5 separate regions of the Mus musculus genome follow, and regions 1, 2, 4 and 5 are each linked to region 3. A link is a contact called in public Hi-C, HiChIP or PLAC-seq and Micro-C data. All regions are on one chromosome and are shown on one strand. The core of a region is the stretch at or near the end of the contact, and the rest is flanking DNA. Distances in the headings are between cores, read along the strand shown. Region 1 has its middle 130 kb from the start of Gm22371. Region 2 has its middle 140 kb from the start of Spats2l. Region 3 holds the start of Spats2l (spermatogenesis associated, serine-rich 2-like). Region 4 holds the start of Aox1 (aldehyde oxidase 1). Region 5 holds the start of Sgo2a (shugoshin 2A).

Evidence for each region. A called contact is a pair of places that touch in the nucleus more often than the background predicts. HiChIP or PLAC-seq counts read pairs in DNA pulled down with a chosen protein or histone mark.
Region 1: a Hi-C map of nephron progenitors shows a contact between it and region 3, with 3 times the contacts expected there. The contact joins the enhancer-like site here to the promoter of Spats2l in region 3. A contact is called at or near these places in 9 of 39 promoter capture datasets (the 3T3-L1 cell line, cranial neural crest, embryonic stem cells and 4 more), 1 of 15 datasets of contacts at CTCF or cohesin (large pre-B cells), 8 of 484 Hi-C or Micro-C datasets (cardiomyocytes, cerebral cortex, cortical neurons and 4 more), 15 of 115 datasets of contacts at active chromatin or transcription factors (the NIH/3T3 cell line, craniofacial prominence, embryonic forebrain and 8 more) and 1 of 9 other capture datasets (liver).
Region 2: a Hi-C map of cerebral cortex shows a contact between it and region 3, with 3 times the contacts expected there. The contact joins the enhancer-like site here to the promoter of Spats2l in region 3. A contact is called at or near these places in 2 of 39 promoter capture datasets (liver and second pharyngeal arch cranial neural crest), 2 of 484 Hi-C or Micro-C datasets (cerebral cortex and forebrain), 7 of 115 datasets of contacts at active chromatin or transcription factors (embryonic limb bud, embryonic stem cells, forebrain and 2 more) and 1 of 9 other capture datasets (adipose tissue).
Region 4: a contact with region 3 is called in a Micro-C map of embryonic stem cells, with 4 times the contacts expected there. The contact joins the promoter of Aox1 here to the promoter of Spats2l in region 3. A contact is called at or near these places in 2 of 39 promoter capture datasets (cranial neural crest and second pharyngeal arch cranial neural crest), 17 of 484 Hi-C or Micro-C datasets (the AML12 cell line, the AtT-20 cell line, Sertoli cells and 9 more), 11 of 115 datasets of contacts at active chromatin or transcription factors (astrocytes, bone marrow-derived macrophages, embryonic hindbrain and 4 more) and 4 of 9 other capture datasets (adipose tissue, embryonic stem cells, liver and 1 more).
Region 5: a contact with region 3 is called in an H3K4me3 HiChIP or PLAC-seq map of embryonic stem cells, with 28 read pairs. The contact joins the promoter of Sgo2a here to the promoter of Spats2l in region 3. A contact is called at or near these places in 10 of 39 promoter capture datasets (cranial neural crest, embryonic stem cells, frontonasal cranial neural crest and 6 more), 4 of 484 Hi-C or Micro-C datasets (the HL-1 cell line, embryonic stem cells, granulosa cells and 1 more), 11 of 115 datasets of contacts at active chromatin or transcription factors (embryonic forebrain, embryonic limb bud, embryonic stem cells and 4 more) and 2 of 9 other capture datasets (adipose tissue and liver).

The regions. Positions count from the first base shown.
Region 1 is chr1:57,545,060-57,550,426 of GRCm38.p6, forward strand. No RefSeq gene overlaps it. Among named protein-coding and RNA genes, the nearest start is that of Gm22371, 130 kb to the left of the region's middle. Within about 2 kb of position 1,617, at least 8 of the 459 cell types and tissues checked have an H3K27ac peak or open chromatin away from gene starts, as enhancers often do. A contact at or near this core is called in nephron progenitors, where this site is marked.
Region 2 is chr1:57,630,508-57,635,867 of GRCm38.p6, forward strand. No RefSeq gene overlaps it. Among named protein-coding and RNA genes, the nearest start is that of Spats2l, 140 kb to the right of the region's middle. Within about 2 kb of position 3,749, at least 7 of the 459 cell types and tissues checked have an H3K27ac peak or open chromatin away from gene starts, as enhancers often do. A contact at or near this core is called in cerebral cortex, where this site is marked.
Region 3 is chr1:57,770,202-57,776,161 of GRCm38.p6, forward strand. It overlaps Spats2l (spermatogenesis associated, serine-rich 2-like), which reads left to right and starts at 4,660. Exons shown (of 14, transcript NM_144882.4): 1 at 4,660-4,823.
Region 4 is chr1:58,025,705-58,031,557 of GRCm38.p6, forward strand. Aox1 (aldehyde oxidase 1) reads left to right here and starts at 4,265. Exons shown (of 35, transcript NM_009676.2): 1 at 4,265-4,354. The coding sequence starts at 4,313. It overlaps Sgo2a (shugoshin 2A), which reads left to right. Exons shown (of 9, transcript NM_199007.2): 9 at 1-573.
Region 5 is chr1:57,992,290-57,998,091 of GRCm38.p6, forward strand. It overlaps Sgo2a (shugoshin 2A), which reads left to right and starts at 3,685. Exons shown (of 9, transcript NM_199007.2): 1 at 3,685-4,023.

The DNA of each region.
Region 1 (5,367 bases), core at 367-2,866, 230 kb before region 3:
GTCTCTGAGCCATATCCCCGGTCCTGAAAACTCTCTTCTGCCACAGGAGGAGCCATTCTCCAGACTCTTGCCCTCACACTTTTGCTAGATTCAGTCACTCAGAAGACCATGTGATGAACCAGCCTGCCTCCATCTTAGGCTTGAAAGCCATGTTATATAGTAAAGACGAACTAGGTTTATTTCTATGTATGATTAAATCTGTTTCTCAAGGACTGGGCTATCCCCCACCTATAACCTTAACTACAAATGGTTCTATACTGCCTGTTCCAGGAAACAGCAACCAGGCCTTCGTTTCAAAAGGTTACTATGACCACCTTGTTATGGCTACCTTGCAGACATGTCTTTGTTTTACAAGAGGTGGTTATGATCAACTTGTTATGTCTATGTTTCACTTCTGTAACCTACCTATTTGCCTGCCATACCCCCCCCCAATTTGGAAACCCCTTAATCCTGACATACAAACCCCTTTCTCACCCATGTCCAATGTGCATCTCTTGAATCCCACCTTTAGGAGGAGATAGCACATGTACACACACACACACACGTTCTCCTGCACATGCACACACACTGATTTGTGGTTTCTCTCCTAGAATCTGTAGAGCTAACACATAATCCTAAGACTTTACAAATACTTTAAAAGGATTCATTCCTTGCCAATCCCTAGAACAGTATGGTGAGTTAGATACTGCATTTATGCCCGTTAGCAAATGATAAGGCTATGCACATCAAAGGTAAGTAAGTTGCCAGTAGTTAGCAAATCACGATAAAGCTAGAATACAAAGCATGCAGGAGTCTGGACCTCTGGTTTCTCTTACTGAGAACAGTGTTATGTTGTCTTCTGCTGTCATCTTGCTACTCAGCTCACTAGCTAACTGTCGTGTGCCTATCCATCCTGAAACAAAACAGGCTATAATAGACACCAGGAGGAAGTCATCTTCTTACAGTGTGCAGCCCTTTGCAATTTGCTTTTCTCTCAATGTTATTTTATGAGATCCATCCACATTGCTGCAATTAGCTCTGCATCATTCATTTTCATTGCTGACTATTACATCATAGCACAAGAAGGCAGGATTATGTATTTTAATAGCAGGGAACATTTATGGGTTTCCAGAATATTTTCCTACTACATGCGTTGCTGTAATGAACGTTGCTGTATGTAATTTCTGTGCACGTGTACACGTTTTTCCCTCAGGGGCTGTGGGCTAAGTGTAGAATTGCTGGATCAAATAGTATTCTTATCTTCAAGCGTAACAGACATTATTCTCCCAAAGCGTGCTAATTCACATTCCTCCTGCAGATGAGTATCCATTTCCCCAGAGTTCTTTTGCTAACTGGGTGTGTTGGCTAATCAGTTTTATCAACGGAGGGAGCGGTTTGTCTCTCAGTCTGTCTGTGAGGCATTTTCAGGAAGAATTAACTAAGGTGGAAGCCCCTCCCCCACACGGAGTATTCCTCCCCACGGCAGGGAGGTAGAAGGAGACTTCCTTCACTTCTTGCTGGTGGGTGCTGTCACTACTGCCATTTTAACTGACATTGGAACCAGGCAGTTTTGGACGTCCATGTGGACCAGAGAACTTCCATCTCACTAGGCATCCCCCCCAGGCTTTCACGGCACCATTGCTGAGCCATCCAGCTTTGTGGACTGAGCTACTGGCAGCTCATCCCTGCAACATGAGATGGCCACTGCTGAACTGCCTGTCCCTGATATTTAAATCAATCTAACAAGTTCTTTCCATGCTGTGAATTCCTTCTAGACACAAAAACCTCTGTTACTTAAGTGTATCAGAAATATTTGATTCTCTTGTATGCAGCTTACCATTCCTCCTTTGAATATTAATTTTTGAGATGTAGGATTTCTAATACTGAATCTTCTCATTTGTTTTTAATAATGATGATTCTGAGAGGACTGTCTAAGAAACAAACCTGTGTCCATTTCAGAGCTGTATGCCTGTGCTTTCCTTAAGGCTTTAGCTTTCAGGTTTAGGTTATTTGATCAGCTCAGATGAACTGTTTAAGCTTTTATTTATTTATTGTTACTGTGTGTGTATGTCCATGTGTGTGTATGTGTATGTATGTGCATATGTGTGCATGTTTGTGCTTGCGCATGTGTGTGTGTGTATGTGTGCGTACGCACGTGACAGTGTGTGTGTGTGTGTGTGTGTGTGTGTGTGTGTGTGTGTGGCAGTTGGTGCACAGGTGCCACTGGTACCCATGTTGATGACAGAGGACAACTTAGTGGAGTCAGTGCTCTTTCCCCACCTTTGTTCTGGGGATCAACTCCATTGGTAGGCTTTCATGACAAACATTCTATCCGTTGAGCCATCTCACTGACCCCTCAAATTAATTTTTACGTGGTGTGAAATGTCAGTGAGAATATTTTTCCCTGCATGTTGCAAAAATACCTCTCTCCCAGAGGTGTTAAAGTGCCCTGATTAAAATCAAGTCACATCAGCATGGTTTTGTGTCTGTTTTCTATTTGCTTCAGTTACTCTTATTTATTTATCTTTCAAAGAATGCCACACTACATTAATTACTTGGCCTTGCATTAAGCTTTAAATGTGCTAGTTTAAGTCTTCCACTACCGTTCTTATTGTCCAGGGTTGTTTTTAACTATTCTGTCTTTTGTATTTCCATATAAGTTTGTTTGCAATCTTTGAAAATCCTGCTGAGAGCTAACTGGCATTATATTGACTCTACAGATCATCTTAGATGAAATGGATTAAACCACAGATCAATTTGGTTTTTAAAAAAAAAAGCAAAAACAGATACTACAATGATATTGAGTTTTCAATGCATGAACAAGATGTATTTGGCCATCTAATTCAGAATTTCTACTTAGCTCAGTGTCAGTTTTTAGTTTTCATTATAAAGGTCTTACACTTTTTTCATGAAGTCTGTTTCTTAGGTCTATTGTATTTCTGATGATATTACAAATAGTGTTTTAAATTTTTTTCATTTTCAATTATATTTTTTTTGTGAGGTGATCAAATATCTTGAATGTAGTGACAGTGTCTATATACCCCATGGTATCTTCTTTTCGTATTTATATTCTTATGTAATCCCTTCCTCTTTTTTTCTGAGTTAGACCTACTTGGTAATGTTCTCCTAACAAACAAAACCAAACAGGTGAGAGACACTCCTGGGTTGGAGTTCAAAGCTGACTTCCATCTTGTTGAACCTAGCTGACTTTTTCTTGTTCACTATGATGGAGATCACCTGCCACGAGGGAGGCAGAAGATCATTCAACAAGAAAGGCTAACATGAGGCTCAAAAGACAAGCAGGGAAGGACTGGGAGCATCATGAGGGATGTTGCCAGCAAGGGATGCTTTGACCATCTTCAGAGGAGATGGCAGCCCCAGCTGACACTTGTCTAACTCAGACAGCCTGAGTTAGAATGCTCAACTAAACTGTGCCTAGCATTTTCCTTTTGTTTCCTACTCTTGCCTCCACTTTCTCCCTCCTTTCTTCCCTTTCTTCTTATCTCCTACTTCTCTCTTTGCCTGCCTGCCTTCCTTTCTTCCTTCTTTCTTTCCTTCCTTCCTTCCTTCCTTCCTTCCTTCCTTCCTTCCTTCCTTCTTTCTTTCCTTCCTTCTTTCCTTCCTTCTTTCCTTCCTTCTTTCCTTCCTTCCTCCCTCCCTCCCTTAATTTATTTGTTTGTTTGTTTGTTTCTTTCTTTCTTTGTGAGGTGCTAGAGACCAAACTAGACTCAAACCAATCTGTGCACACTAAGCAAGCAGTATCCATGGAATATAAGCCCAGATGCTCCTCAATTTGAGATAGACTCTGGGTCATGCAGGCTGCCTTAAATTTATAATCCTTCTGCTTCAGCCTCCCTGATATTGAAAATACAATCTTGTACCATCATTCTATGCTGATCTACAGCTACAACAGCCAGTACGTAACAAGTGTTTTCGATTTTACATTGTTAATTTTTAAGGCAATGCTGTACCAGGATAAGTGACACATATACCATGGCCTCCCTAAATTCACTTGGCTACAATAACTTTTGGACTCTAGAATTTCCTATATTTATAGTTATGTTCTCTACAAATAAAATATGGCCTCACTGTTTACTTTCCTGGGAACTGTTTGCTTGCTCTCCTTCTCAAGAGAAATGTAGCCAGTCTTTCATCAATGAGAATGGCATCAGGGGGAATTCTTCGATAGTGTCTTGTGTTCACAGAGTGATAGAACTCATTTCTCACCTTGGATTTCTGAGGGAGTTTTAAAATTCAGACTGAAAATTGAAGAACTTTCAAATGTCTTTTCTGCATTATAAACAAACCCCAATTATATTAATTTATGACCATCAACTGTAAAATGTTAAGCCAACCATTAATCCCAGGGATCAACTCTTGGTCATAAAGTATTATCCTTTTCTCATATTGAAAAATCAAATTTCTAATAGTTTCATAGGGATCTTTACATTAATGTTCATATGGATTATTTTGTTACTGTGTTTTCTCCTCATTTTTTTTTCATGGTTAGCTATCAGAATTATGCATCCCTCATGAATTAAGTTATAGCATAAAATTATAAGACTTATAGATTATAATTTCAATGCAATAGTAAATTACATCTTATAAAATATAAAAAAATCATTATTTCATTATTATTTGATAAAATTAAACAGGAAAGTTATCTGGGCCTATTTTGGATTTGCTTTGTTTTTTAAAGATTTTTTTCTATTATTTCGCCATGTGTATATATGTGTGTATACGTATGGAAGGCAGGTCTTAAGAGGGTGTTGGGTCTCCTGGAGTTGAAGTTACAGGCTGCAATGTATGAGCCATCTGACATGGGTGCTGGGAACCAAACCTGGGTCCTTTGGAAGAAAAGCCAGTTTGTTCTCTCATTCTCTATCTGTCTGTCTGTCTGTCTGTCTTTTTTGTTTCCAAGACAGGGTTTCTCTGTGTAGCTACGGCTGTCTTGGAATTCACTATGCAACTGCTGAACCATCTAACTAGCTGTCTGGGTTCCCCTTTAATTTATTAATTTAATTTGAATTCATGACTAAGTTTTCAATTAAAAATTAATTTCAACTGATGAGAACTTATGCTTTCTATTTCTGTTTGTGCATATTATCATACATTTTGTCTTTCAAGAAATTTTACATTTTTATATAAAGTCTATGTGTTGGCATAGACTCCTTCAAAACATTCCCTTATTGCCATTTTAATGTCGTTAGGAGGGACTTGTGATAGGTTTTTCTCTTTTAGTCTCCATAATTGCAATCTTGTATGGATTTTGGCAGATTAGTTAGTTAGGATATTTTCAACTTTACTATTCTTCCAAAGAACCAATTGTTCTATGGGTTCCCTCTTTTAATTCTCAACTTTTACATCATTTGTGCTATGAACTTCAGA
Region 2 (5,360 bases), core at 2,499-4,998, 140 kb before region 3:
AGGTCCCAGATTTGGCACCAGAGCAGTAGCTAAGAGATCATATCTAATCCTCAAGTTTCAGGCAGAGAGAGAATTTGTTACACTGGGCCTGGGATGAGCTTTTGAAATCTGACAACCCACCCACAGTGACACACCTCTAACAAGGCCATATACCTCCTAATCCTTCCCAAACAGTTCCACTAACTGGGAACCACACATTCGAACATACAAATCCATGAGGGCCATTCTTATTCAAGCCACTACACCAGGCTATGGGAGGTTCCATCAAGAGATCTGTATCAAAGAGAGAAGGTAGAGAGCTGGACACTCTTGGTCTCTATATGCATATGCAGGCATATGTATTGTCCCCTCTACGTGCACACACACACACACACAAGCCACGTATATGGTTCACCAAAGAATATCAAAGGTTTTCCTCATAACCATGATAAAATAATAATTTTTCACTTTCTTTTAGGCATTATTCAAAAATATCATTGCCATTATCAGAGCAAGCATGTAGCCCAACTCTGCATGTAGCCCATCTCTCCTCCTGAAGCACTTGTCCCATATGAAGTGGGAAGATATGGGATCTTCATTATACACACTCGAGGTTCAGGCACTGTCACCATTTAGCTCTTAACTGAACATCCCCTGGCTCTGCTTCTCTGACAGTCTACACAAATAAAACTGGTTTGTATTTTAACTATAAATTTCCTGATTCTGAATCAAGCCAGATATGAGGCCATGTGTGTGTGAGAGAGACCCTGATGCATATGCTCGTGTGCGTGTGAATTCCATGACCTCTGTCCCTTCCTTCCCTTGATGAATTGTGCAAACAACCTCGTAAGGCAATCTCATAATTAAATTGGATCTGTTTCAACCATGAATTTTTCAAAAGATCATAATCACTGTGGTTTCCATGTCCACTTAAGAAACAATATAGTCATGTGTGTCCACAAATGAGCCTCACAGGAGACTGCCCTTATCAGTCTTGTTCTGTGATGTGAGCCAAATTGGACTTGTTTATACTCGTTTCAGATGTAAAGACTTAGCTTTTTGCTAAACATTACATAAAAATCAGAATCTCACAACAAAATGAATTTAAATAGGCAAATATTGCTTTCTCTGTGAGCTACAAAGAGAACTGTATTGCGGGGTGGGGGTAGGGGTACATGGAGAGTATCTAAGACTTGCTGTGTCTGTCTCTAAGCCTCAGTTTTCTTAGCTGTAAAGTGAGCATGCTACAAGCTTCCTTGGCAACTAACTGGGAATCTATAAACTTGGATTCTTGTACATGAACTTGACATGATAATAATACCCAACTCATAAAGGAGATGAAGTATGAAATTACTTTCAAATGTGAGTGCCTAGTTTTTAGTGAACATTCAACGCATTTTAACTCATTATTGCCATCCACACAGAAATTTCGATTTACTTTAACCGATTGTAGTTATTTAAAACACATATACACGCACACACCACATACAATATTTAAGAGAAGTTACAGACTCATAGCATGACTGAACTGAATGTTCAAGTATTTCACATACACCCCCACCCCCACCCCTGCACATGCTAGCCTCCGAATAGTCAATATCCCCTTTCAGAATGGTACCCTATACATTCTTAATTCTGCACAAACTTGTAATGATGCATGTATCATTCCAATGCTATACATGGTAGTTTCACTTCAGTAAAAATCCTGTGCTCCTTCTATCTTACCCACCCACAACCATGGAAAATACCGATGGATATTTTTAGTTTTACTTTCTCCAAATTGTTAGCATTTCTGCAAGTAATATGTAGCCTCTTCCTCCAATGTCATAATATTTATTCAAGGTTCTCCTCATGGTTTGATATCTCATCTCTTTTAAGGGCTGAATACTATTCCATTGTCTGGACAGATATATTGAGGGACTGTTTAGTTGGTTTCTTTCCTTTTTATAACCTTTATTATTTAAAAGAGAAACTTTACAAATAAAATATTACATACCCAAACTAACAAGACCCAAAGTCTATTCAACTTAATGAACTTATATTCATTTAGAATTGGTTTGATTATTAAAAACAAAACAAAACAGAAAGGACTTTATCTAGCTGAAAAATTAAAGAACTACTTGTATAGTGTGATTTAAGAAACACTAATAATGTTCTGTTTACCCTTAAAGGTGTTCTACCTTGAAACAAAGCCTGCTGTTTCTCTAATAAAGCTTAATTTATCTTGCTTAAAATGTTAACATGAAAATACTCCTAAGAGAAATATCACTTTAAGCATCGTTAGCTATTTGCACATTAGACTGAGTGAGTTTTATGTTTTGTTCCGAGAAATTTCCCCAGAGGTAGGAGGAAACAATATGAGACTGCTGGCCAGGAGGAAGATAGCCTTACCTGCTCCATGTGATCAGCGCCACCTGCGTAGCTGATGTGATCAGCAGCGCTAACATAAGCAGAAGGCTTTTGCCTCAGCATAGATTCTGGAACTCTCTAAGCATGCAGACTTCTGAGATAGTACCAATTGAGGCAAAAAATCCTCAGCTGACATTAGTTGGTGATTAGAATTTTGGGTGAGGAGGGTGGTTTAAATATTTTTAAATTGGCAGTTGTTGTGATTTGGGGATAACATCCATTTGTATATTTGTTGTGTGGGATTAAGGTTCAGGAAAAAAAGTTTGCTGTTGGTCCTGGATTCCCGGATTCTCCCTACCTGGTCAAGCATCTGAGATCTTGAGAAACTCAGTAACAAGAGCTTAAAGCCGGCTGGTCAAGTTATATCCACCTTTGAACCAGAGGAAGATGGATGCTTCTGGTTGGCCATCGGTACCCTTTTCATTGAGTTCAGAATTCTGACCTGTAGAATATTGTGATCCACATTTGGGGGGGGGGTAGGTTTTACTCCCTCAAGATGACCCTTTCCAGACATTCCCAGAAGTTAACTAGATAACCCCAAACAAGCATGCCCATGTCTTCTAGTTGATTCTAGACCCTGTCAAGTTGACAATATTTAGTTGAAGAACCATATCTTAAGACCCCCCAACCCCTTCATTTTCTCCTGGGGCCATGCCAACTCTGGGATCCTAAATCCTACTCACTCTAAGCAATGGATCCAACATCTCTGAGTCTTGGAGCTTTGTCTTGGAAAAAGTCAGGGCTTTATCTTGTCTAGTTTGTGAAGAACTAGTTTATATAATCTCTAACTCATTTAGCACAATGTTTGCCATATATTGGCAATTTTCCTTTCCTGTTGACTTCACTGATCTCGGCCTTCAAAATTCAAATTCTTGCTTTACACAGAAAAGAAAAGGACATTATTCAATGACACTGAAACTCATTTCTTTTCTAGGTCGGTTCCTCCAGGCTTGTGTGAATTCAGTGTTTCATCTCTGACAGTGATAGGCTTCAACTAACCAGAAATGGGTCCTGAGTATGTGTGTGTGTATGGGCGGGGGGGCGGGGGGGGGGGAACAGGGCTCTCTTGCAGTAGTCCTCCAGTCTACTTAGGTTTTCTCTAGGAAACCATTACACTGGTGGGTTGGCATGGCAAGACTCCACTAGGTCTTTCACCACATGCCAAAAAAAAAAAAAAAAAAAAAAAAAAAAAAAAAAAAGACAACTGCCCAGGCTCCCTTGGGAAGCACTAGCAGCTGCTAGAAGCTCTTTCCTGGGAACTCGTAGGCTGGAGGTAAAATGCTGGCATCAAGGGTTGTTTGTACTGACTCCCCCACCCACTCCAGCTGGCTGCAGCAGTCTGGGTGTAGAACAAGTGGAAAGAAGACCACAAAGTGCCAGAGATGGCTGGCTGTATGTAGGGATCTCATAGGAAAGGCTGCTTTGAGATATCAGTACCTCACCCCACCCACTCCAGAGAAGTCAGCCCAAAGTGACTAGTCTGGGACACAGTCCTGTGTTACCTGTGGCCCACAGGAGGCATCCAGCCTCCACCCCACCCCCATGTTGTCAAGAACTTTTCCAGAATGGCTACTGCTTGGCTTCATCTCCCACAGCTCCCCACAGCAGCTTCTTGTTCTCTCTGGAGCAGCCTCCACATGATCACGCTTCCATTGCTATAGAAACCTCTTCATTCCATTTCCATCTTGAAGATGCTGACACAGAACAGCAGTGCCATCTCAGGCTCACCTTCCATGTATTGACCATGTGGTATCTGCCATGCATCTTCACAGCATCATACCTTAATGAGGTTGTCTCTCCAGCCAAGTCATGACTGTTTACAAGGCTTTCTCCTCCCCTAGGGAACTGCTTGGGAATGAGAACTCTGCTTAACTCCCTCTAATTTCTGGCTCTAGCCTGATGTATGGGGCAGCCATGTTCACAGTGGAAGCCTCCCAAGTCTGGTTTGATCCCCAGAAGCATAATGTGATGCTTCATCTTCATTGCAAACTTATAGAAACTTTATTGTTAACATGGTGTGCCTGTGAGAGTATTTCCAGAAAGGTTTAAGAAAACAGGGAAGATACACCCCAAACCTGGATGGCCTTGTCCTATGGGATGAGGCTCTGGACTGAATAGAAAAGAAGAGAGCTGAGAGCTAGCTTCCATCTCTCTGTTTCCTGACCTTCCATTCCCACCACCATACCTTCCCTACCATGACAGACTGTGCTATGAGGAAAGTAAATTCACCCAGGGCTCATCCTATCAAGGATGTATCAGAATGGATGGAGCTCAGGCTCAGCTGGAGGATTCGTAAAGATAACATCTAGAAACAAGGTTCACCTGTTGAATAAGAATGCTAATTTTAGTCACTTTCTTCCATCTTAAAATTTATTTTCCTTCTGTTGTGGTGTTAGAATTTCTTCCTCAGCTGCCAAGGAGCCTTGCAAAGTATTTCTCCTCTGCCTTCATATCATTATAGTCCTACAGACACAGCTAGAGAAAAAAATAGTTATTGCACACTGATTTACATAGAATTTTGGCACATAATAGACATTAGAGCAATTACCTGTGAGAATTTTCTTTCTGAGAAAAAAATCTAATATGTTAGGTAGGACTTTTGGTGAGAGTTATTGTAGATGTCTCTTTTCTTTACCCTTCACAATACTCAGCCACTGATACACAATTACTTTAGAAGACTTCATGAATAATATTGTAGACTCAGGGTTGGGTGCTTGTAGAACATGTAGTGGCCAACAAGGTTTTGGAAGTTATGGTGGCTAATTGCAATTGTCAACTTGATGAAATCTAGAACCACCTGGTAGATTGGTCTCTGAGCATGTATGTGGTCATTATCTTGATTAGGTTAACTGTAGGAAGACCTGCCCACAGTGGGTGGAACCATTCCCTAGGCTGAGAACCTGGAATGTCCCAATCACCACTCTTTTCTCATTCCCTTTCATGAGTATATAGGCTTGCTTCATAACATGGGG
Region 3 (5,960 bases), core at 3,410-5,909:
TTTGAGGGTTTACTAGTACTTTCACAGGGGTCGCCTAATAGCATAGGAAAACTCAGATATTTACATTTTCATAACAGTAGCAAAATTACAGTTATAAAATAATGAACAATTTTATGGTTGGGGCCACCACAACATGAGAAGCGGTATTAAAGACTGCAGCCTTAGGAAGGTTAAGAAGCACTGATGTGGGAGACTCTTCCTGACTTCGAACCAGAGGTATAGTGAATGATTAGTGCAGCCTCACACCATGACCTGGAAAGCTGAGAAATAGGAGTTAGTGTGTGCCCAGCACGAGAGTGATTGGCCACTTGTCCAAAGTACTGTCTACAATTATGAACTTATTTTTACTGATTCCAGAGTTATCAGGGTCTGTGCTAGGTAGATTTATGTCAACTTGATGCAAACTAAAGTCATCTGAGACAAGGAGACCTCAGTGGAGAAAATGCCTCCATAAGATAGGTAAGTCTATAGGGCATGTTCTTAATCAGTGATTGATGAGAGAGGGCCCAGCCCATTGTGAGTGGCGCCATCCCAGGGCTGGTGGTCCTGAGTTCTATAACAGAGCAGGATGAGCAAGCCATGGGGAGCAAGCCAGAAAGTAGCATCCCTCCATGGCCTCTGCATCAGCTCCCACCTTCAGGTTCCTGCCCTGCTTTAGTTCCTGTCATGACTTTTCTTCAATGATGAACAATGATGTGAGCACGCAAGCTGAATAAACTCTTTCCTTCCCAACTTGTTTTGATGTTTTGTCATAGAAACAGAAACCCTAACTAAGACAGAGACAGAGCTTGAATCCTGACAACCCTAAAAAGGCAGGCTCAGCAGTCCATCACTCAATATGTCAGTAAACAGACAAGTAACAGTGGCCTGGCCTGGCCTGGTGTCAGAGGCTGTAATCCCAGCACTTAGGAAGTAGAGACAAAATCATGGGTTCAAGATCATTCTTGACAACATAGAAGCTCTAGGCCACTCTAGGCTATGAGTGGATGGAGAGGGCGGGGCGTATTCATCAGAGGAAGGATTTAATGTGCCACATTGGGAAGAGAAACAAATGAAGTCCAGTGTCACCCTCCCCAAATCCCAAAAAGGTTTCGGTTGTGAGTAAAAGGGTTGGAGGTATTTGTAACTAAGTAGTCCTGGTCAGGTGTGGCTCTGCCCACCACTGACCCATCCTTGTCTCCATTCCATTATCTCCAGCAATGTGGAGAGATGAGTTGTCAGAATTTCATGGAGACTTTTCCTATAAGACAAGTGCCCCTCCTGTTTCGGACTTTTCCTTCCTCAGCATGAGACTAGACTCCAAGGGAAATTCTAATTCCTTGGGGACGATTGTTTTCATAGTCTGATCCCTGGTGGGAAGAGCACTGTGTTTCCCTTTAGAATGTCTTCACTATTGCCAAGATATCACTTTCCTATTTGTAACCAAAGTGGCTCAGATTGTAATGAAGAAGCAAAGGGCCCAGACCCAGTGACTCCGAACAAGTTCTATTCCTTACTTGTGGTATGTGTCCACTAACGACCACAGATGTGGTACTGCTCAGTGTTGTCACTGGCTCCTGTCTGATGGAGCTGCCATCTCTATGTACCTCACTGTTCTCAGTACTGGAAAGAGATAACATGGAGATCTGTGAACTCTCTCCACAGTTCTACCTCCAATCACTCTCATCCACACCATTGCCTGAAGCAAGTTGCAGGGCCATAATCCAGTCAAACGAAGGGGTGAAATCCCATCAGTTAAAGAGCTGGAATATCTGCAAACAGGTGCAGTTTGTCCATCACCTCCCTGAGGGAGATAACCTGGATCCCACGCAGTGACTATACCCAGTCAAAGTCTGTGATCTCTTTGTGGTAGGCAGTCCCATCTAGCCAAATGCTGCCTGGTGCCCTGGAACCTAGCAACTACTTCACTCCCTGTCTATACCACTCACGCAGATATTGACATTCAAAGGGACAGTGTGCAACTGATGAAAGCCTTAAGCCAGCTTTCCTGAAGGTGTTCCTTGCTCTGAATGACCCACACCTACAGATTCGGAAATCTAGCACAATGGGGATTGAAAAGCTAGGAATGTGGCATTTGACGGAAATCAATACTGTTCAGTCAGCTTTACTGACCCCCATGCTTACAGGAAGCACACGGGGTTGAGAGTGGAGGAGACAACATGGCAGAAAGCGGTAGCTGCAGGTTTAAAATATCACTTTGAGATTTTAAACATGAGGAAATACAAACCAACACACTTTGCCCTTATATATTTAGACATTTGCTGCTGTGCCATTTGTTTGCTACAAAAGGGATCTCTAGTTTTTAAATCTAGTTAATCAAACAGTAAAATGAGTATAATCTTGCAAAATAATTCTGAAGAGAATCATACTGGCATAAACTCTTGGTTATCATTTCATACAATGTACTTTTTTCAAACAATTCTCCAACATCTACTTAAAAACACAAATTGGTTTTTGTTTTTGTTTTGTTTTGTTGTTGCTGTTTTTTCACATTCCATTTCTTTGGGTTTTTACCTTTCCGGGTAATATTAGTACAGATCTATTTTATATGATTTTAAAGATTGTTTACTCTTGACTCATCAAAACGCTGTCTTGTTAGTTATTTGATGTGCAAGACGCTTTTACTGATATTTCAGCAAGTGCTTTAAACCTTAAGGTTTTACTTTTTTTCAAACCAAATTACTTTGAGCAATCAAAGGTCTGAGTTTGATTTGAAACTCTCAATAAGACGTTCAGCAGTCTGATTTCTCTTGCTACGCCGGGTCTAACTCCTGAAAGATAGCATTGTTTCCTTTGGGTTTTCAGACCGTTGCCCTTTCTGGGCAGGGCCACCACGCCCTGGAGATGAGCTGGAGTCAGGTTTGTCCTTCGGTAACTGTTACTCTGTTTTTACATCAGTCCCACGTTTTGACTTCTCTGCTCTTGGCCCACAAAGCAGTTATTATTATAGGTATGACTTACTGGAAAGCCACCCTCAAATATGAAAAGGCCAGGCCTGGCTTCTGAAAACCCTTTCATCCCTCTGGTCTTGAAAGCATTTTTTCTGTCAGACTTCAGTAAGCAAGTTGGATTTGGAGTCCCAGGAAGGTTATGAAGTGGTAGAAGAAAGGAATGAAGCCAGAGTTCAATGTTATTTCCAAAGCCCATCCTGAGGGAAACGATAATTTATTACTTGTTTTTGGAATTCTAGTCATGGGGGAACCTTCGCTCAAAACTTAAACGACTTACTTTGCAAGAAGCCCTGAAATGTGCACCACACTCCAAGTTGAATCATTCCAAGTTACTAATTAATTCTTTCAAATTCAATAAGCAATAGGGTGGCATTTGTCCTTGACTTGTACAGAAGCTGGCTTTTCCGTCTGCACAAAGGTTGGGCCAGACTGGGTTCAAATTCTTCCTCTAGTTACTAGTTGAAAACTTAGACAAGCTATTTAACTTTTTGTCTCCTTTCTTTATTTGCAAATAAGCGAAAAAAAAACATACCTACCCACTGAGTTTATCTGAAGGGTTGGATCAGATACTAAATAAAGCACACTCATTCACCAATCCAGCCTATGGGGTGGGAGAAAACTCCCAGTCAGGTAAGAAAATGAGTTATTTCCTTTCATCTCTTCTTTTAATCAGAGTGACCTTTGTCAACTGGGCTATGATGTATTGTAGATCCGAATGTTACCTGAAAGTGTAATTCGTTTCAAATAACGACTCCCTTAAATGGAATACAATTCCGCTGTTCTGAGCTTGAGAGGCGAAACCGACTGATTTGATATTTGTAGAGGGCTGAGAGCCAGGAAGCCCCCCACCCCACTCACCCAAGGAACAGTTACTGCTCAGAGAAAGGGCGGCTAGGAAGTTACCCTTCAAAAATAAACCTGAGAGCAGCCTGCATTTCCCTCTGCTGCCTCTGGAAGAGGTGTGCGATCTAAAGTGCGTCCATCATGAATAATGCTTGCCTTTCCTCTCCCAACTACTGCACTCCCAGGCAGAAACATCACCAGCCGCTGCCACTGGGTAGCTCAGGGCAGCTCAGTGGGTGATCACGCACGATTAGATGCCCGCGTGAGACCCGGAGTGAAGACGAGGAGCCAAAACACTTCAGCTCAGTCTGATTTCAAAGGTCGGGCTGAGCCCCCAGAGCTCATCCCAGGGCCTGATTTTCCGCGGCTTTTCCGAATAAGCTATCTTTGTTTACATTTGAGCTTGGCTCACTCCCAGAAAGCATTACTACCTTCTGTCCGGAGAAGCATCTCGCCTTTGCAGACGGTGCTGGGGCAGCAAAGTTCGTTTTCCTGGGTAGGGAAGAGCGATTCTCTTGCTCCTCACGCGGGTAGTACCCAGTGTTTGGACAGTAGTGGGCAGTTTAGGGTAGGTGGAGGTTTGGAGGGGAAGGGGAGAAGGTTGGTGCGGGGCAAGCCAATGAAGTGCTGAAGCTGTATGGGGGATTCTTCTAGAAAGTAGGGTGGGAAAGGAGCTAGGGAGGGCGTGTGGAGGGACAGGATCCGTGTCAGAACGTGCGTGTGAGCGGATACAAAACCCAGGGAGGCGTGATCGGCGGCGTGTGTGCAAGCCCGAGCGAGGGGCGCCGGCGGGGTGTGTGCTCCTGGTGAGTGACACGGAGGGGCGGGCGGCCGCCGGGAGGGGGCGGCTGCGCGGGCGGGAGTGTCCCTGCGTGGGGCTGGCGGCGCGGAGTTGAGGCAGTGAAGGAATCCAGCCTGCCCAGCGGCCCAGCGGCCCTACCGCCGCTTTCCCTCAGCTCGCTCTCCGCGCTGCAGGGGCCGCCAGCGCCGCGCCCCGGCCCGGGACAGAGCAGCCGCGCTCGCAACGAGGTAAGCCCGGGTCCCCGGGTCGGGCGGCTCACCAGGGCCTGCGTGGCCAGGGTGGGGGCGATCGACCAGCCGAGCGCCCGAAGGCCGCCTCCCGGGGCACTGGGTGTGGCCCGAGCTTGGCCGACCGGACGCGGAGGTCGCGGTCCTTGCCTTCCCCCGGCGGGTGGTGGGGACAGCGGCGGAACCGATCGCGGACTCGGCCTGCCCTGCTCCACGCGGGCGCCCCCCTGCGCTCCAGCTCCGCGCCGCCGATCTGCCTGCCCGGAGCGGGGCCGCAGGTCCCGAGCGCCCCGCACCCCTCGGCACCGGCGGGATCGGGTCCCAGCGTTCGCGTGCGCGCGTCGAGGGCGCGCAGGGCAGGCGGGAGGGGGCGCCCAGGCCGCCGGACCGAGCGATGTCATTGCAGGGTCTGGGCAGAAAAGCCCCCCGGAGCCCGCGGGCGCCGCGGACTGCAGCCCGGAGCGAGGGTCGTTTCTGAGTCGCGGAGACAACTTGAGTTTTGCGCATCTGGGGAGATAGCAGAGCTTCTGGCGCTCTGCTGGGAGTTCCGTGTTTACTGCGGACACCGGGGTGAAGGATCCAGCCTTCACCTGGACGGGAATGCGACGGAAACCTCCCATCCTTTCCTTCCTCCTTGCGAGTGGAGCCTTCCAGTGCGCAGTAGGGTCGGCATTTGTGAACTTGATGGGTTTTCGGCTCACAGCAGTCCTGGTTTTTAGCAGGTGCCAAGGTTGTGGAGACCTGACACACTCATTAAAGATTCTTTGTAGACAGCATTTTGCTTTGAGTGCAGCACAATCTCTATAGTGTGAGACTAGCGAAAAACCCTTGAACTTCAACCACAGCGCCGTCCTTTCCTTCCATAAAACACATGTAATATTTCACTTGCTTATTTAAAATACTAAAGTATCTGACCCCTTTGCAGCCCCGAAGATTTTAAAGGGGAGAGGGACACGGAAATTTTAGAATTTGTGCAGAGATAGAGTAAGGTCGTGCGGTCTTTATACCGTCATTCAATTTTGTTTTAGAGGAGCATTCATTGCTACTCAGACTCTGTTTCCAGAGAGTAAGCAAATGTGCAGTATGGCAGAGAAAAGAAAGGACAGGAAGTCAGAAATAGAAAAAGACTATTCAAGT
Region 4 (5,853 bases), core at 3,015-5,514, 260 kb after region 3:
TTTACTATTTCTCAAGTGATTTATTGACTTAAGAGCTCGTATCTATCTACTGATTTGAAGTTTTTAGCGTTGTGTTGTATTCCCATGTGTGTCAATTGTTGATTTTCCTGACTCCTATTCACTTATGTATCATTTTATCATTAATTCTCTTTATTTATTTTTTAAATACAAATTAAAAAAAGTTTTAAAGATTTATTTATCTATCTATTTATTTATTTATCTATTATATGTGTGTACACTGTAGCTGTCTTCAGACACTCCAGAAGAGGGCATCAGATTTTTGTTAATAGATGGTTGTGAGCCACCATGTGGTTGCTGGGATCTGAACTCGGGACCTTTGGAAGAGCAGTCCGTGCTCTTAACTGCTGAGCCATCTCACCAGCCCAATTAATTCTCTTTAGAATGTCAGTATTTTCCTCATAAGTTTTGAAAATCTTTTAATAAATTTACCATTAGGCATTTTGTTCTTCTGTGGGGTTGGCACAAGCGAGGCTTTCTCTTCAGTTTTTCTAATTTACTGTTTGCAAATATGAAGATTACTGAATTTTGTGTTGATTAATAAACCCTCTTATGACATAACTATTTTCTAGACATACTTCTTGAAGCAAGCTGTCTGACCCTATTTTTGTGATTCCATGACGAATACAAATTCCTTGCTCAAAAGCCATGAGTTGGTGAGAAAGAAGTTTGTGCAAGGTCAGAAACTTTGGAAGGTGATAGAACAAAGGCCGGCTTTGGGGACTCAGCTTTATAGGGAGGGGAGAGAGGGCCTGGATAGGAAGGAAGGGATGGGAGCTGAGGAGGCAGGCGGAGCCCTATATTCTGGGCGGTCTTCATCCTGGATGTTTTCTCTTTGCCAGAAGTGTGTGATATACCACAGCAGCTCTTTCATCTCTTAGGCCAGTCCCTATATTCTTTAAATAAAAGAAGCGTTGGTTTCCTCCTTCCTTCCTTCCTTCCTTCCTTCCTTCCTTCCTTCCTTCCTTCCTTTCTTTCTTTCTTTCTTTCTTTCTTTCTTTCGTTTTTCAAGACAGGGTTTCTCTGTGTAGCCCTGGCTGTCCTGGAACTCACTCTGTAGACCAAGCTAGCCTTGAACTCAGAAATCCGCCTTCCTCTGCCTCCCAAGTGTTGGGATTAAAGGCGCGTACCACTGCCTGGCCGAGATTTTAGTTCAGTTTTTTGTTTTTTTGTTTTTTGTTTGTTTTTTTTTTCTTTTTTGTTTCTTTCCTTTTTTTGTGACAGGGTTTCTCTGTATAGTCCTGGCTGTCCTGGAACTCACTCTGTAGAGCAGGCTGGCCTCAAACTCAGAAATCTGCCTGCCTCTGGTTTCTTTTTTACCATTAATAGCCAAATACCTGTAGAGCACCTTAAAAGTGGAAAGAGGGTTGATCCGTGGAGGCTTGTCCCTGCCAGGCAGATGGGTATGAGTGCTGGGACATATGGCAGAGAAAAGTAGGTCGTCTTAAAAAGGAAGCAGGGAGACTAGGGTCCTGTGACCCACTTTGTCCAGCTAGACCCACCTGCCAAAATAAGGCCACCAGCTGGGGAAACCAAATATTGAAAACACAAGCCTGGGGGGGGGCATTCATATCTGAATGATTACACATAATCACTTCATTGCAAGTTAACCACTATTTCACCTGTGATTAGCACAACTGGCAACTGGTTGGCCCTCAGTTTGACAAGTCTGGATAACATAGACTCTTTAAGTCGAGAGAAAAGTTACCACTGCTTAGTGAGTTTGAGATCCTTTTCCTAAGAAGTTAGCCTGCAGTTAGCCATTAACAAAAGTATCTTCTGCTGGATGGAGAACAGGGAGAAATAGCAAAAGGTGTAATTTTAAGACACCAGGCAGCTTCATGTACAGCTCAGCCGTATGAAGTGAAAGCAGGCAAGCCCGGGTTTTTCCTTGGTTACAATTCTCCAGGCTTTTCTGGCTTTTCTTATCTAGTCATGTCCATTTCCTGAGAATGTTTGGTAGTGCTGGCAACAGCGTCTTTGTCTTGTTTCTAAATTCTATGAGAATGCCTCTCCTGAAAAGGATGGTGACTTTTATGACCAGAAAACCTGTACTATAATCGCATTGCAGCATAAACCATTATTATTTTGAGTGGTTTTTGAAGAGTCGAGTGGTACTGACTTTGTCAAGCTGCTTGGCACTGACAGAAATTCGATTAGCACCCAACCAAGAGATAAAAGTCCGTAATCACTGTTCGCAGTACTCTAAAGAACTGAGAAAGCGAGAGGAAGGGAGGGGACCCTGGGGCACCACAGAAGGGACTGCAGGAAGAGAAAGGATGGAATTAAAAAGCGTGAGCCCCAGGCCTCTCCTGTTGCTGGTGTCCATGCCTTCATGGACACTGCTCTGCTACTCTGGAGCCAGCAGGTGCTGCCAGAGTGGCTGCTCTGAGTCCCCACAACCCAGACAATATGGCACATTTTCCTCATTGCCTTCCCTACGTCTAAGACCCTGCGTTGCTGAAGACTAAAGAGGCCTGGCAAGAGAGAAAGATGATTTGCAAAATCCTGGCCTTAAGGCAGAGTAGAGAAGTATGGGTGGGAATCCGAGTAACACTAATAGTGCACGTGTGCACACTCACATACACAATGGTCTAGGAATATTTATCAATGTACTGATATGAAAACAGCTATGGATCCTGAAACCTTGTGTTTTAGCCCTTTGCTTTGAAAAAGACTATCACCGTGTACCTAGGGTGGTTTGAAATAGCTTAATTTTTTAAATATGTATTTTATGTGTATGAATGTTTTGCCTGTGTGTCTGTATGCCTGTGTATGTGTGTGCATATGTGTATATGTACATGCGAATGCATGTGTGTGAGTATATGTGTGTATATATATGGGCATGTGTGTGTATGTGTGTGTGTGTAGGTGTGTGTGGGTGGGGGGGGGAGTAGATGTGTACATGTGCATATGCCAGGGGCCCTGGATCATTAGAAGAAGGAAATGAGATTCCCTGGAACTGGAGTTTCAGAAGACTGTGAATGTTAGGAATTGAATCTGTTAGAAACAAATGCTCTGAGCCACTGAGCCATCTCTAGTTAGTAAGATTTTAGAATGGAGATTATTGGCATCAGGAGAGTAAAAGAATTCTAGCTTTTAATCTGTTCATCTAATCTTTTAATCTCTTCACTATTGCTAAAGCAGAATGCCCCAAACTGGATACTTTATAAAGAAAACAGGTTTGTTCTAGTCCTGGGTCCTGGAAGCTCTTAACCTCTGAGCCATTTCCCCAGATCCTGTCAAACATAAAGTATTTTTCAAAAAAGAAAATGTTTGACAGATATGGAGGCTCACACACACCTTTGATTCCAGCACTCAGGAAGAGGCAGAAGCTGATAGAAGCTGTCAGTTCAAAGCCAGTAAATTCCAAACTAGCCATAGCTTTATAGTGATGCTTACACACACACACACACACACACACACACACACACACACACACACACACACACATACACACACGTTTTCTGTCTACTGGTAAAACACTGTCTGAAATGTGCTTAAGATCCTTGGGAAGCAAGGAGGTGTTAGCCACTTACTGTTAACCACTCCTGGAATTGCTGAGATGTGGTTTCTTCTCCTCTACCTACAAACGGGAAGTTTTCACAATAAAAATGTTGTGTAGTGGTGCATACCTTTAATCTCAGCACTCAAGGGGCAGAGGCAGGTGGAGATCTGTGATTTCGAGGCCAGCCTGGTCTACAAAGAAGAGTTCCAAGACAGCCAGGCTGTTACCCAGAGAAACCCTGTGTGAATGGGTATTGAGGGGTGGGGATGTTGTATTGCATGAATAAAATAACCTAGGGAGATATACTAAGGCCTGGAAAATAATTTGGTCTCATTTGAGACTTGCCAGGTTTTATAAAGTGGATTCTAAAATATAAAGAAAGCCAAAAAGTGAGGTTAAGGGCGCAGGACTCTTGGGAAGTGACTCAGCAGTACAGCCAGGCTGCCTTCCCCCTAAACAAACGAGAGGATTCTGGAAACCACTTCAATAAGCAAGCATTGGCACAGATACTAGAGCAATGACTCAGGACTTCCTGAGGCTGGCCGCCCAGCTACCCCTCTCTCCCATCGATGCCAAAACCCAAAGATTTCAGCTTGTCTCCCACGCTGGCACACTCTGTAGTGTCAGGAGAGTTTTCCCTTTAGGACCTCTGCAGCATTGGCTCTTCCAAAACTTTCTGGGAGGGTGGAGACTTAGAAGCACAGACAAGCCCCGCCCTGTAGCCTCGGGCAATTTATTCTCTGCAAGGACTGGCGCTGCTAGGGACCTGCTAGGGACCTCGGAGTCATGGACCCCATTCAGCTGCTCTTCTACGTGAATGGCCAGAAGGTGAGAGCCCGCGGGTAGGCAGACTCCTGCACCACCCCGGACCCCAGTTCTGGGCCCTATCCCAGCCTGCGCCCTGCTTTCGCTGAAACCTTAGCATGGGGTCTCATTGGGTCCTCAGCATAGGAATCTGCATTATAAAACTCAAAGGAGATCAGATTATTTTTCAGACCTTTCGCATCACGACCAGCGCATGGAAGACTAAGAATTTCAGAATGTCTGAATCCCAGGGCCTCTCCCTTCCGGACGGGGAGCATCCAGACCTTCCCTCCCTTAAAGCCTCCGGCTGATAAGATCTTCCAGCACAATTAAATAAGTAGCCTCAAGTCTCTGCTTGTCTGGGTGAGCAATACCCAGCTTTAACAGGGCCACAGAGGTGCACTGGTTCTAGCTACTCTGTGATTTTTCAACTTGGTGAAGCCAAAGCAAGTTCCTGGCACAGCACAGCTTGCCAGAATCAGGGGCTCCTGCCGAGTGTGGCATTTTGTTTTATTTGTGTGTGTGCCTTGGCTCTGAAGACTTTTATGGCGGCTCCAGGCAAATCCTGTTGCTTGGGGACAGCAAAGCCTCTGGGCATCGTTTAAAGCAGCCGTCTGGGCAGTGGCCCAGCTCATCTGGAGTGTTCTCTGTGTAAACTGATAGCACTTTGAGTGGGGGGTGGAGAGCTGCTGTCCACAATGTCAGTTCCGCCCTTTGGATCCCGCTGTGTTCCCTGTGTCTGGCTAGGGACAGCCAGAGCCCTTGTTCTAGCTGGCACTGGCTGACCAACTGGAAGCCAAGGAAGGTTTAGCGCCAACCAGACCTTTCCTGTGTGAGGACTCTTCGGAGGCTATGAAGTTGAGTCACACTGCTGTAGTTTTGTAATGTGTTTTCTTCCTTGAAGAACAGGGTCTCCCAAATCATAGAAGCCCCCATTTAAAAAAAAAAAAAACCTTTATGAGTCCCTGCTTCATGGCCCTGAAGCGGGATAGATGGATCCTTAAATAGATGAAACCCATTAGCTGTCCCCCCATCTCCCCACAGGACTACCATGAAGGTGAACTAGAATAATGGGTGAAATGGCTGCCCTGTTCCTTCCGTTTCCTTTTGCATAACAGAAAAAGCTGGAGTGTATTCTGTCCTTACTAAACGAACGGAATCCATTGCCGCTCACTGGAGCCTCACTGCCTCTTGGAGGCAGACTCCAAGGCTACTAACAGGCCAACACTACTTATTGCGAAAAGAGCAATCATGAATATCCATTGTGTGTTTTCATGAACATCCTAACAGATACTAAGCTATGTTTAAGCTTATGGGATATAGCAAACCACAGAAAGGATGCGACCCCTGCTGGTGAGGGGTTGACACTGCTACACTGCTGGGGAAACAGCCAACAGGCATATAAATAAATGGAGAGAGTGTGGTGTCAAGCAGCGGCAGGTGCTGGCATGAAAACGGAGTGATGAGCAGAAACTGATGGGGTGGATGGAGGGGATGCGTTGACCTTTCAGATCAGGGGGCAT
Region 5 (5,802 bases), core at 2,435-4,934, 220 kb after region 3:
GGCATTTTTGCTTTTTGCTTTCTCAAGCACAGTAAGCTTAAACTTTAAATATAATGTTAGCCATCACAGAAGAAAGTAATATCCAAACAAAGGAATCTGTTCATCAGAACCATCTTCATCAGCCTCTATTTAATAAAGGAGGAAACAAAACAGAGATAAAACGCCTTGGTCAAAGTTAAGTGACCAGTAAATGGTGGTGCTAGGGCCACTGTCATTTAAGAGCGTGTAGTGGTGCTCACCTCGGCAGCACATGTATTAACACTGGAAGGATACGAGATTAGCATGGCCCCATCCAAGGCTGAACCAGTCCACATGGTTACAGGAGTTCTCATGGGTGGTAGCTCACCCTGTGATCCCAGCTCATGGAAGGCTGAAGCAGAAGAGTTGCTACAAAATTGAGAGCTTTTTGGAGCTACATAGTGAGTCTCGGCTAGCCTTGACTAAAGAGTAGGACATCTAAAAACTATGCTAGTCATGATACCCCAAACTTTTAATATTTAAACAAGGGTAAAGTTTTCAGTGAAATGAAAGTGTGCTGCTTAATCAAGTGTAAGCCTTCAGGCAAGTATGTGGAAGTGATGGCCAAAAGGAGATGGACTGGCATAGGAAGAGGAGTCATTTCTGGTTTTGAAAAGCAATGCAGGCTCTATGGTTAGTGTGAGACCCACATGAGGTCATGCATATTTGGTTTTGGACTCCAGATGTGGCTCTCAATAGCTCTGTGACCTTAGTCAATTTGTAATTACAAGGAGTACGAAAAAAAGAAACATATAACATGTACTGAATATTTGATGAATTAGGTTAGGTAAACTAAATACTGGTTAGTTTAACTACTAAACATTAGGGTTCTTAGGGCATATAACCAGAAGTGGTATAGCTTCTGAGTCATATGAATTTCTCTTTTCCAGTTTGGATTAATTTGCATTTCTATGAGCAATGTATAAGGATTTGTTTATTTTCATCAGTTTTTTTTTTAAATGATAGCCATTTGTCTGGGATAAGATGTAATCTTAATGCAGTTTTAATTTATTTTCCCCTGATGTCTAAGGATGTTGACCTGTTTTCACACTGATGGCTATTTATGCTTTATTGTTTTAAAAAGGGAAGAAGGACAAGCTGTATTACAGAGCAATAGAGATAAAAACTGCATGGTATTGGTATAGAGACAGGCAGGTAGATCAATGGAATAGAATTGAAAACCCAGAAATGAGCCCACACACCTATGGTCACTTGATCTTTGACAAACAAGCTAAAACCATCCAGTGGGAAAAAGACAGCATTTTCAACAAATTGTGCTGGTTCAACTGGCAGACAGCATGTAGAAGAATGCAAATCAATTCATTCTTGTCTCCTTGTACAAAGCTCAAGTCCAAATGGATCAAGGACCTCCACACCTCCATATGACACCAGATACACTAAATCTGGTGTCTACTAAAAGAAAAAGTGGGGAAGAGCCTTGAACACATGGGTACAGGGGAAGTTTTCCTGAGCAGAACACCAATGGCTTATGCTCTAAGATCAACTATAGACAAATGGGACTCATAAAATTGTAAAGCTTCAGCCAGGCAGTGGTGGCAAACGCCTTTAATCCCAGCACTTGGGAGGCAGAGGCAAGCAGATTTCTGAGTTCGAGGCCAGCCTTGTCTACTGAGTGAGCTTCAGGACAGCCAGGGCTATACAGAGAAAGCCTGTCTTGGGGGGGAAAAAAAAGAAAAAAATTGCAAAGCTTCTGTGAGGCAAAGGACATTGTCAATAGGTCAAAATGGCAACCAACAGATTGGGAAAAGATCTTTACCAACCCTACATCCAATAGAGGGCTAATATCCAATATGTACAAAGAACTCAAGAAGTTAGACTCCAGAGAACTAAACAAAAAATTCTCAACTGAGGAATAACGAATGGGTGAGAAGCACCTAAAGAAATGTTCAACATCCTTAGTCATCAGGGAAATGCAAATCAAAACAACCCTAAGGTTCCACCCCACAGCAGTCAGAATGGCTAAGATTAAAAACTCAGGTGACAGCAGATGCTGGTGAGGATGTGGAGAAAGAGGAACACTTCTCCTTGTTGGTAGGATTGCGAGCTGGTACAAGCACTTTGGAAATCAGTCTGGCAGTTCCTCAGAAAATTGGACATAGTACTACCTGAAGACCCAGCTATACCACTCCTGGGTATATACCCAGAAGATGCTCTAACACATAAGATGCTCCACTATGTTCATATATATATATTATGATATATCTGTACACACATATGTATAATATTATGATATATTATATGTAATATTATAATGTATATCATAATATAATAATAGCCAGAAGCTGGAAAGAACCCAGATGTCTTTCAACCGAGGAACAGAAAATGTGGTACATTTCTACAACAGAGCACTACTCAGCTATTTAAAAACAATGACTTCATGAAATTCTTAGACAAATGGATGGAACTAGAAAACCTGAGTGAGGTAACCCAGTCACAAAAGATCACACATGGTACACACTCACTGACAAGTAGATATTAGCCCAGAAGCTCAGAATACCCAAGATACAATTCACAGACCACATGAAGCTCAAGAAGAAGGAAGACCAAAGTGCTCCAGTGCTTCTTAGCAGGGGAAACAGGCTACTCACAGGAGGAAATACAGAGGCAAAGTGTGGAGCAGAGAATGAAGGAAAGGCCATCCAGAGACTGCCCCACCTAGGGATGACAAGGTTCTTTTTAAAAGATTTATTATTTTATATGTATATTTTGCCCGAATGTACGCATGCATGTATGTATGTACACCATATGCATATCTGGTGCCTGCAGAGGCCAGAAGAGGACATAAGATTCCCCAGAATTGGAGTTACAGATGGCTGTGAGCCACCATGTGAGTGCTGATAACTAAACCTGGGTCCTTTGCAACAAATGCTCATGACCTCTAAATGCCATATTTGTAGTATTTATTTATTTATTTAGGTTTTTCAAGACAGGGTTTCTCTGTGTAGCCCTGGCTGTCCTGGAACTCACTCTGTAGACAAGACTGGCCTCGAACTCAGAAATTTGCCTGCCTCTGCCTCCCAAGTGCTGGTATTAAAGGTTCCCAAGTGCTGGTATTAAAGGTATGCACCATCACTGCCTGGCTTCTATTTGTATTTTTAATATGATGGAACAGAGCAGTTTTTTAAAATATCGTTTCTCGAAATTCTACATATATATATTATTATTAACCTTTTGTAAAAAGAACCAAACTGACTTGAAAAATAAGACTAACACATTTTAAAATATAGTTGAAATAGTTTAAAATGCCACTCTGTGTACTCTGCTAAAATGGAGTATCATTGCAGCACTTCCAAGTGCAAAATTGAGAAAGGCTTTTAAGTGAAGTGTAAAGAAGCAAGGATCACAATTGGAAGGCAAGAATGCAGAAACTGGATGCAGACAAATAATCACACAGTGAACAACACAAAGCCCTGCGAAGGACTAGAGGTGCCTGCCAACCCTCAGAGTGTCCCTTTATCCGTGGTGAATGGCCCTCTCTGTCAGGGCTGGTGGAAATGGCTACCAGAAGCTCAGAGAGGCAAGGAGAACCTTTTCACGCTCGCTGCAGCCCGCCCGGCTCACCCAGCCACGCCCACTCGACCCTCTCCAGTACGTCCCGCCCCTTCCGTCTTCCACTTCCGGGTGGCAGCGCATCTTTGCGCCGCCTTCTCGGAATCTGATTGGCTGGAGCATAAACGCTAACTGCCGCGCAGTTTAAACCTGAATCCTGGTCTTCGCGGATTGTCGCGCTTCCCTGGCAAGTGTGGGCACCCACAGCTGAAGGGGTCGCTGGTAGGCGTGGACGAGGCCAGCGCGGCCAGCAAGGCCTGCGAAGCCGGAACCCTTCTCGGTAGCCACTCCTGGCGCCTCAGTCCTCGCCGCCGCGCGTCGGCTTGCAGGGCCGGGACGCGGAGCCGGGACGCGGAGCCGCCTTCGGATCGGGGCGGTAACCTCTGTTCTGACTTTGAGCTCCCAGCTGGGCGAGGGGTCGCCACTAGTTTTCAGGTCAGTACCTGGAGGGAAAGGGATCTAGGTCCTTGTGACCAGGTCTGAAACGGCTGCTTTCGTGTAGGTAAGGATGCACCTACACGCATCTCCAGGGTAGGGCTTCTGCCAGGCTTGTTTCGAACAGAGAACTAATAGCTTGGCCGGGATCTGGGTATTGGGAGCTGACACTTAGAAATGGAGATGTGCTATATGCTAGGGCGTGGCATGGGGGTCCACAGGAGGGAGGAAAGCAGGGTGTGTCATCAGGATCTGTTTATTCCCGCCCCCCTCAGAAGTGGGATCAAAGAATGAGAAGAGGTCACAGTAGAAGGTCTGCCACAGGGCTGTGGATGAGACGGGGGATTGGACTGGAGGGAAAGTTGAAGATCTGCAGCTAGCCTCCTTGTTTCCCTGCTCAGATTGTGAGGTGAAAACCTGCAATTAGCCTACCAGCTTCCCTGCGGTTTTATGGTTTGTTTGTTTGTTTTTGGTGGGGGGGGGGGGCGAAACTTTAGAACAGTTGAACTTTACTGTTGAAACGTTCCTAGTGAACTTCCTCCCCGTTGCAGAAATTCGCCCCCCGCCCCCAACCATCTTCTCGGTCATTTGCTTAACAGCTTTCCACATCTGCTCAATGCTTTCAAACATGACCATTTCAACATTGGGCAGATTTTTTTTCTACTGAGAAGTTCTTTCATGTGTTCATATATATTTCTATTAGAAATGTTTATCCAAGGAGCTGCTATGTGCCAGGCACTAAGAGTTCAGCAGAAAACACATTTAATAGAAACTTCTGCCTGTCAGCATTACCCTAATCTCTGCTCTTCTCCGTGAAGATGTTTGTGATGGCGTTAGGGATGCCTAGATAAATAAGAATCTTTTCATTGGATCCTTATACTAGATCTGCAGACTATGTATAGATTGAGAATTGCAGGTACCTGACTAGGTCACTTTGTAGCCTACTATAGGACCGCTTCCGGGTTGGGAAGAGTTGGAGGGCAGTTAGGGTGAGGAAGGTAAAGATAATGAGGAATCTTGTGGAATCTAGGGATTTTTGTGATGGACATAAAAGGAACACTGAGATTGTTCTGTGGACTCAGAGCAAGGAGCAGAGTGGCTTGTGGCGGGAATATAGGTTTGGGGCGTTGACCCCATTCGAGCACATAGCCCAGCATCGCCACCTGCACCTCAGTGAAGCTTTTTCTGATCTGTTTTCTCTGCCCAGTTAGCATTAGCACTTCTTTAATGTCTTGTGTGTTAAAGTCATTGTTCTTGTCATACTAATTATTTATTTCCAATTCTATTACATTGTTAACCAGTGTAGACCATAAATCTAGACTTAAGCTTGTAATTTCCTCTCTTTCCAAGCCCTCTTCCGCCCCTTGAGTGAGTCATTTCTTTTGTGCTTCCATGAAGGTCCACTTGCCTATCTAAGGTTATACTTTTGCATAGTAACAACAGTGTCTGTGTCACACTGGACTTTTCTTTCCATGACAGCAGGGACCCTATCCTGTCTTCTGCTGGTAGCCCATTGTGTCCACTAGGCATGGTGATATAATATAGGTTTGAATAGAAAAACAAAAGTATTTACCTTTTTGGAATTCACTAATTCTCCTGATTCTCTAAGTTCGTATTTTAAGATCTTTATGTAAAGGGCTTTGCAAATACATTATGTCGACAGTGTATTGTAAGTCATGGTGGTTGGGCTTTGGAATGGATCGTTACCAGTTTTTTTCTCTTATCACTCAGTACTATGCTGGTCTCCCACCCCACCCCATCTTTTCTTTTCCTTTCACT